Linked DNA regions of Mus musculus: all the other regions are linked to region 1. Evidence: chromatin contacts called from public ChIA-PET and Micro-C data. All regions are on one chromosome and are shown on one strand. The core of a region is the stretch at or near the end of the contact, and the rest is flanking DNA. Distances in the headings are between cores, read along the strand shown.

Region 1 (2,592 bases), core at 33-2,532:
TTTATTTATTTAGGGGGGGGCTGGAGAGATGGTTAGGAGCACTGGCTTCTTCCAGAGCTCCTGAGTTCAGCTCCCAGCAACCTGTGTACACATGGTGGTTCACAACCATGTATAATGAGATCTGACATCCTCTTCTGGTGTGTCTGAAGACAACAACGGTGTACTCATATACATAAATATCCATATACAAAATCTTTAAATTTATTTATTTATTTATTTATTTATCTATTTGCTAATTTATTTGAGACAGGGTCTCACCATGTGGCAATGGCTGGCCTGGAATTGGCTATATAGACCACGTTGGCCTGGTACTCACAGAGATGATCCATCTTTGCCTCCTGAGTGCTGATATTAAAAGCATGTTCCACTATGCCCAGTGAATCAGAGATTAAATTCTTAAAAAGAAAACATCAAAGAATAATGTTCCGGCTAGGTCTTGTCAGTTTGATCTAAGTTACCATTATCTGGGAAGAGGAACTTCAGTTGAGAAAATGTCTTTGTTAGATTGCCTATATACAAATCTATAGGGCATTTTCTTGGTTAATGATTGATGTGGGAGAGGCCAGGCTCACCAGGATGTGGTGTGACCCCCTAGGGGATCCTGGATGATATAAGAAAGCAGGCTGAGCAAGGCATGAGGAGCAAACCAACAATCTGTGTTTCTCCAAAGCTTCTCTGCTTCAGTTCCTGCCTTCAGGTTCCTTTGAGTTCCTGCCCTGACTTCTCTCAGTGATGGTGTGTGACCTGGGAGTTGTAAGCCAAATAAACCCTTTCCTCCCCAGGTTGCTTTTGGTCATGGTGCTTTTATTATAGTAATAGAGCCATTTACAAATTTAAAAAGTAAAATAAAAACTACACAGGAATTACATAAGCTTATAGAACTCTTTAACTTTATAATGCTAGTGATCTTGTTCCCTTTAATGGGTGGAGTAGGGACCGGTGTTGCTCATGTGCTGGGAACATAATGGGTGCCTGGCATGTGCATTTTTCTCAACTGTCGGGTTCAGCACACTGTAAACATACATTTCAACCAGAGCGGACCTATTTGCCTTGGAGGAAAAACGAGAGACTAGGAGCACTTCCAGCACAAAAGACTGCAGTTATCTAGTTGCACCGCCGACTAGCACAGCGCGTGCGCGGTCCAGAACTCAGCGCGAAGAGGAGGTGTGACAGCTGGCGCCTGCGCAGTAGCAGCCCAGGGAGGCGCCGATCACGGCACATGCGCGGGGAGTAGAAGGGGGCGGCACCGGTGGATAAGGGGCGGGCGGAGGGCGGGAGCCGCAAGGGAGACAGGGCGGGCCGAGGGAGCGGCGCCGTGGGGTTGGCTGTTGCCCTGAGGCCGGACTCAACGGACCGGGCCGCGCCACCGGGCGAGCTCGCCGCCCGGCCCCAGCCCGGAGCCAGCGAGTGAGCGAGGCGGTGCCGCGCGGTAAGAGCCGGGGCAGGGTCTTCTCCGCTTGTGCCGCGGGCACGTTCGTCTCCTCAGCGCCGCCCGCGCGGCCAGGCCCGGGCGGCCCCGCAGACCCTGGCGGCCCCGCGCCTGCGCTGTCCCCCCTCGTCACCCCCCCCATCCCCAGCCATCCCGCGCCTGCGCCGTCTCCTGCCCGGGCGGACCTCACAGCTTGCCCCGCAGATCCCCCGGGAACCCAGGCTGGCGTGGTACCCAGCTGGCTGGGGGTCTCATCCCTGCGGAGAGGCTGGGTGCGACCCTGGTGCTTGTGTTCCCTGTGGTGTCGGGAGAGACCGGGCATTCATCCTAGTTCCTTGCCCTGGGCTGGGACAGGTTGCCTCCCCATCTGGTGCATTGAGGGTGGGGAGCAGGAGCGGAGGTCCCCCGAAGGCTGCGCCCTGCAGTGTTAGGACCTGGCTGTTGGAAGCTGGCAGTGTTCTTTATTCTTGAGACTTGGCTAATTATGTCAGATTGGATGTGGATGTTTCTGTGTGTTGTTGAAGAAATGCTGCATTTTCATTAGAGGCGTGTGTGTGTGTGTGTGCATTTTCATTAGAGGCTTGTGTGTGTGTGTGTGTGTGTGTGTGTGTGTGTGTGTGTGTGAGAGAGAGAGAGAGAGAGATAGAGAGAGAGAGAGATAGATAGATGGTGGCGATACCCCAGAGAACACTAGAAAAGAAATCGGTTTCTGGTGGGCTTAGCCGCCTAAAACCAAACAAAAATTTCTGTGATCATTCAAATGCAGGCATCCTTGATTTTTTGTTTTGTTTTGTTTTGGGTTTTTTTGTTGTTTGTTTTTTGTTTTGTTTTTGTTTTTGTTTTCACTCTCTTGAAGATCAGTCCTAAAGTGCGGCGGGGTGAGGGGGCACCCTTTGACTGTCATGACAGAGAATCGTAAAGTTTGGCCTACACCTGTAATCCCGAGGCCAAGGCTGGATGAGCTCCAACTGGGCTGCAGAGTAAGGCCTTGTCTCAAACTACAAACAAAAACAAAACAAAAAACAAATCGCGGAGCCCAGGAAGGCTTCTTGTCATTCAGGAAGCTAAATCTTGAGGTGAAATCAGCTGTGGACTACAGGCAACAACAGTTCTATCTAAAGGTTTGGAATGAGGCACCAGCGTTGTTGCATAGGCATTAAAGG
Region 2 (2,592 bases), core at 70-2,569, 90 kb after region 1:
CTGGATGAAACTGTGTGTGGCTCTTTAAAGATATAGTTTCATTAAGTAGCCCAGGCTGGCCTTTCCTGGTTCCTCCTGCCTTGGCTTCCTGTGTCACCACAGGTGAGCTCTCATTGGACCTTTCTCGAATTCCTATGTACAGACACATCACAAACTTGTTTCTGTGTCCTACTCCAGACACAGAACTAACTGGTCTGCCAAGTTGAAAAGCCCAAAACCGATGGGAAAACTAAGTGCAAAGTCTGAATTCAGAACTAAAACTGGAGCTATAACGACTAGTACATTTCTCAGCTCCCTCTTGGTTTGTTGGCTTAAGAGGCAGGTGCTCACTCTGTTGCCCAGGCTGGCCTCACACTCAGCATCTCCCTGCCTCAGCCTTAGAATACTGGATTGCACCATTGCCACCCTGCCCAGCCTCTGTTGCTCTCTTTCGTTGTTGTTCCTTTAAGATATTTCTTTTTTTTTAAGATTTATCTTTTTTATTATTATTATGTGTGTGTGTGTGTGTGTGTGTGGCATACGTACAGTTGAGTGCAGCTGTCATGGAGGCCAGAGGCATTGAATGTGCTAGAATCACAGGCAGTTGTAAGAGGCCTGATGTAGGTGCTGGGAACCAAACTTGGGTCCTTCGGAAGAACAGCACATGCGCTTAAAAGCTGAACCAACCCCAAGATTTATCTTAATTTTAATTGTGTGTATGTGTGTGGGTAAGTGCTTGTGACTGCGGGAGGAAGGCAGAGGTGCGAAGGGACTTGTGGGCTGCCTGATGTAGGTGATAGGAACCTGCCGAGCGTTTGGCAGTGTTGCCTGTGAGCACTATTTTGGGGGATGGTGAGATGGTTCAGTAGGTAGGAGTATTTGCTGCCCAGCGTGATGATCTAATTCTGATCCTTGGGATTCACACGGTAAGAGAGAGCCAGCTCTTGCAAGTTGCCTTCAGACCTATGTCCACACACATGGATCGGCTGTCGTGTAGGGCTGGGGAGTAACATCCTCAGCCTGTAGTCCTTCCTCATCTGCAGTGTAGACACATCGCTGGGGCAGCCCTGGAAGGTTAGGATTCGTCTTACACACCAGAAGCTACTTTCTAAACTAGGAATGTCACTGGAGATCTTTGTGGGAAAGTGCTTGGCAGGGTTGCACTGTTGCAGGTTAGTGGCCTTTGTGCTGTGCTTGCCTCGCAAGTGGCTGCTCACACTGTATAAGTGCAGAGGTTTTCTGTCCCCTTGGCTTCTGAGCAGTACTACTGCGTTGCTTGCCCTCTGCCTGTGTGTATTTCCATTCATTTACGTGGTGCTGGGGATTACACCCAGGCCCTCATGCAATGATAGGAAAGTTCCTACCACCAAGCTGCACCACAACCCTTATCTCTTCAGCACTCTCTTCCTCTGCGTACAAGTTCCTCTTCAGTTCTTTGGTCCTCTTCATGCCCCCATTAATGCTTTTTGTCAGCATGTCCACTGCTTTGGAGAGCTCCAGGGTCTCCTTTCCCCTTACTGCCCCACAGTGTCTCCTGGGTGATTCCACTGGGGACACCGATGGTCTTACTCTTTCACTGAATTCTCTCTCATGACCCCTGCACCCATGCCTTGAGGCCCCCTCTGTCTATTTACAAAGTACCTTAAAGTTAACACACTCAGAATGTACCTCCTTGTATGTGCAAACCCTGTGCCCAGTTAATTCTGCTTCTGTGAAGGTCACTACGGGTGTTTGGTTCTGCCAAGAGAAGCTAAGGGCTACCCTTGGCACTCCATGCACTTCCCTTTTATGTATTTAACCTGTTTCCACGTGGATTTACTTCAGCTCCCACATACATCCATAACCTGACTCCCTTTTCTCTGCTGCCACAGGCCTCTACAGTCAGCAGCCCCCTAACACAGCCCCAGCCTGCCAGCTCCCATTGGCTCTTTGGAGTCCACCCAACCACACTTCACTGGGCAACCTTCTGTTGGCCCTAGACTATGTCAGGTCCACATGTGGGCTTCTATTTTACTCCAGGGCCTGGCCTCAGGTGAGGGTCCGTGGAATGGGTAAATGATCCTCAGAGCAACTGCATCCAGCACCCCTCCTCTCTCGTCATCTAGCAGGTACAGTTCCCGGTCCTGGTGCTGGCTCACGTGTAAGCTCGAGTTTAGGTGCGGACCTGAGGTCATCACTGTCTCCTCAGGTTGTCAGTCAAATCCCCTTTACCTTCTATTTAGTTCTTTGAGACTTCCATACAATGTGTTTTGATCATAATACCACCACCACCACCCCAACACACATACATACAGCTCCTTCCAGATTCGTTCCCCTTTCCCTGGCCATTCCCTTTGTGTCTTTCTTTTCTTTAATGTTTCTATGATAAGCTCATAAAGCCTTATTTTAGGCCTGCAGAAAACAGAGCCACTTGAGGAGGCCATACTCATCTTGCTGTTGTGGCACAAATGATGATAGATTGGATTTGTTAGTACCTGCTTCTTTGTAGTGAATAGACAACTCAGACTCTTCAGGTGTCTCCTAAAGGCTTAGTGGTTCACCATCAGAGTGGACTGACATTTATATATCTACTTTCCTGAAGCCTGGGACAGCTGCTATCAGTTACGTGTTCAG
Region 3 (2,592 bases), core at 52-2,551, 71 kb after region 1:
TGGAGTGGAGTGGAAGCGCCATTCAATTCTATTATGACTTCATGTACTAACGGGCATCCTTGTCTTGGTCACTAATGCACATCCTTGTCTTGGTCCTGATTTAAGTGGAAATGCTTGAGTTTCTCTCTGTCTAGGTTGATGGGCCATGGTCTTAGTGTAGAGTGTCTTTATTATCTTGAGGTGTATCCTTTGTGTCCTTGTAAAAATCTTGCCAGAACTGTTATCATGGAAGGACATTAGCTTTTGTCAAAGGCTTTTTCTCACCCCATGAAATGATCATGTGGGTTTTGTCTTTCAATGTATTTACATGGTTCATTACTTGATTATGGAGGAAATTGCATTTGATGTGTTCTTAAATCCAGATTGCAAGTATTATATTAAGAATTTTTGCATCTATGTTCATAAAGGAGGTTGATCTGTTGTTGTTGTTCTTGTTATTGGTGGGGTTTTTTGTGTGGTTTTGGGATCAGGGTAACTGTTGCCTTGTATGAAGGATTAGTAAGTGTTCTTCAGTTTCTAGTTTGTGGAGCAATTTTACAAGTATTGCCATTAATTCTTTTTTAAAGGTCATGTTGAATTCTGTGCTGAATCTGTCTGACTTTTCTGGGTTTTGTTTTTTGTTTCGTTTTGGTTTTTTTGTCATTGTTTGGTTGGAAGTCTTTTAATTATTGTTTTTGTTTCACTAGGGGTTATAGGTCTGTTTGAATTGCTTATTTGATCTTGATTAAATTTGGTAGATTGTATATATCATATTCATCTATTTCTTTTAGGCTTTCCAGTTCGGTAGAGATTGTTAAAGTTTATCCTTAGGAGTCTCTGAATTTCCTTAGTGTCTGTTGTAATGTGCCCCCTTTCATCTCTGATTTTATTAATTTGGATCTTTTGTCTCTTATTTAGTTTGGCTAAGTATTTATTTGTCAGTCTTTTTTTTTTTTTTCTCTAAGAACCACCTCTTTGTTTCCCTGATTCTTTGTATTTTGTTGTTTGTATTTCATTCAGCCCTTAGTTTGATTGTATCTTACCATCCACTCTTTTTGAGTCAGTCACCATTTATTGCAGGTTGGTTCTCAGTCAGGATTTAGAGATTTAGCCACAGCTGAATTCTTCCTGGGTCGGGGCTGGGTACCAACTATGCTCAGCTGTGCTCAGCTGTGCCTCCACACTGACCCTTTTCAGTGCTTCTTACTTTACTAATCATGTTTGAGTTCCTCATAAGAAAGCGGAAGCTGAAAACCACACAGGCTGCCAACACCATGTTAAACCCACAGCGCTGCCTTTCTGGACTTTGATGTACTTGTGATACTGGCTGTAACCTCTCTGAGAGGTTCCCATAATGCCACTGGGGCTGAAATTCCGCATCACTATCCAGTTTAGCAGCTCTCCAAGTTTAACCTCTGTGAGTTTCTCCTTCAGTGACACTAGTGACGCCATCATGCAGTCCTGGTGTCCCAACCAATGCGGATGCTGGAGACTGATTTCAAGTCCTCTGTAAGAACAGTACGTGCTATTGACTGCAGAGCCATCTATCCAGCCCTACCCATAATCTTTTTAAACTAAAAGACTGATCTGTTAGAGTTCTTAATGTGTCAGACACCATGTAAGAAGTGCCAGAATCCCTGTCCAGGCTGGCTGTGTGCATGTGTGACGTGTCTCCTTAGGCATCAGCAGTGGGTTCAGGCCTTTGGTCTCTGCTGCCTCACAAATCTCTGTTGAGAGAGGGCACGTTGTGACACTTGATTGTTGAGTGGAGAAGAAGCTGACGTGACACTTAGTATGCACTGTTCTCACAGACCCCTAAATGGACCATGGATGCTTTATGTCAAGGGAACTGTCTAATCAATGGAGAGAGATTCCATATCTTCTGTCATTAACTCTTTTAAGTGGCATCCTCAAATTACTGTGCTGATGACTGTAATCTTATTAACCATCCATTACAAAACAAGCCCCTGTGAATTCACCTTTTAGCTAACAAATACTTTTGTCTACTTTAAATCGTGCCCTGCCATGCATTAAAAACACTGTAGAGTGGCTAACTCTGGAGCATTAGTGTTGGAAGGTCCTAGATGCTCTGATTTATTGAGGGAGTAAAACCCCCTCAAAGATAACAAAGTGCCTCAGTTATATTGTGATTTCACAGGCGACTTCTAGATTTTTCAAGACCTACTTTAATAAGGCTTCTTAAACACTTCAACCTCCTTTATAGCCCACCCATCAAAGGTAGGGGAGTAAGATGGATAGTAGGAAGAGAGGGACATTATAGCCCACCAATCAAAGGTAGGGGAGTAAGATAGATAGTAGGAAGAGAGGGACATGGACCTGTTGAGAAGTAGTTCCTTGGGGCAATTCCAATCTTCATTGTCAGCAGTCCAGTTCACTCAGATCAGCAGGAGGGCTCGATCTCATGATTGGCATGAGAATGCTGACGCAGCAGGAAGCAGCGGGAACACCTCTAGAAGTAGTTTGGGTACATTTCTTAGCAAGCAGAGGTCAGCAAAGAAAGCAAGGCAAACCAATGCCAGAGCATTGCCCACTGTCTGTTGGGTTAGACTTTTAGTCTTTGCAAACATCCAGTGTCCTCTCAAGGGTCCACTC

What was found. Hi-C and Micro-C count contacts between places; a contact is called where the count stands out from the background. ChIA-PET counts read pairs in DNA pulled down with a chosen protein or histone mark.
Region 2: a Micro-C map of the G1E-ER4 cell line shows a contact between it and region 1. The contact joins the enhancer-like site here to the promoter of Specc1l in region 1. A contact is called at or near these places in 11 of 39 promoter capture datasets (the C10 cell line, cranial neural crest, frontonasal cranial neural crest and 7 more), 7 of 484 Hi-C or Micro-C datasets (CD8 T cells, the G1E-ER4 cell line, Th1 cells and 2 more), 3 of 115 datasets of contacts at active chromatin or transcription factors (CD8 T cells, bone marrow-derived macrophages and embryonic stem cells) and 2 of 9 other capture datasets (adipose tissue and embryonic stem cells).
Region 3: an RNA polymerase II ChIA-PET map of effector CD8 T cells shows a contact between it and region 1, with 140 read pairs. The contact joins the enhancer-like site here to the promoter of Specc1l in region 1. A contact is called at or near these places in 3 of 39 promoter capture datasets (the C10 cell line, embryonic stem cells and liver), 4 of 484 Hi-C or Micro-C datasets (CD8 T cells, Th1 cells, macrophages and 1 more), 3 of 115 datasets of contacts at active chromatin or transcription factors (CD8 T cells, effector CD8 T cells and embryonic stem cells) and 3 of 9 other capture datasets (adipose tissue, liver and pancreatic islet).

What each region holds. Positions count from the first base shown.
Region 1 is chr10:75,210,791-75,213,382 of GRCm38.p6, forward strand. Specc1l (sperm antigen with calponin homology and coiled-coil domains 1-like) reads left to right here and starts at 1,283. Exons shown (of 16, transcript NM_153406.3): 1 at 1,283-1,429.
Region 2 is chr10:75,300,827-75,303,418 of GRCm38.p6, forward strand. The region is part of intron 13 of Specc1l (sperm antigen with calponin homology and coiled-coil domains 1-like); the gene reads left to right. Among named protein-coding and RNA genes, the nearest start is that of Adora2a, 15 kb to the right of the region's middle. Within about 2 kb of position 1,320, at least 85 of the 459 cell types and tissues checked have an H3K27ac peak or open chromatin away from gene starts, as enhancers often do. A contact at or near this core is called in CD8 T cells, the G1E-ER4 cell line, Th1 cells and 1 more, where this site is marked.
Region 3 is chr10:75,281,605-75,284,196 of GRCm38.p6, forward strand. All of the region lies in intron 13 of Specc1l (sperm antigen with calponin homology and coiled-coil domains 1-like), which reads left to right. It also overlaps the pseudogene Gm46234. Among named protein-coding and RNA genes, the nearest start is that of Adora2a, 34 kb to the right of the region's middle. Within about 2 kb of position 1,302, at least 76 of the 459 cell types and tissues checked have an H3K27ac peak or open chromatin away from gene starts, as enhancers often do. A contact at or near this core is called in CD8 T cells, Th1 cells, effector CD8 T cells and 1 more, where this site is marked.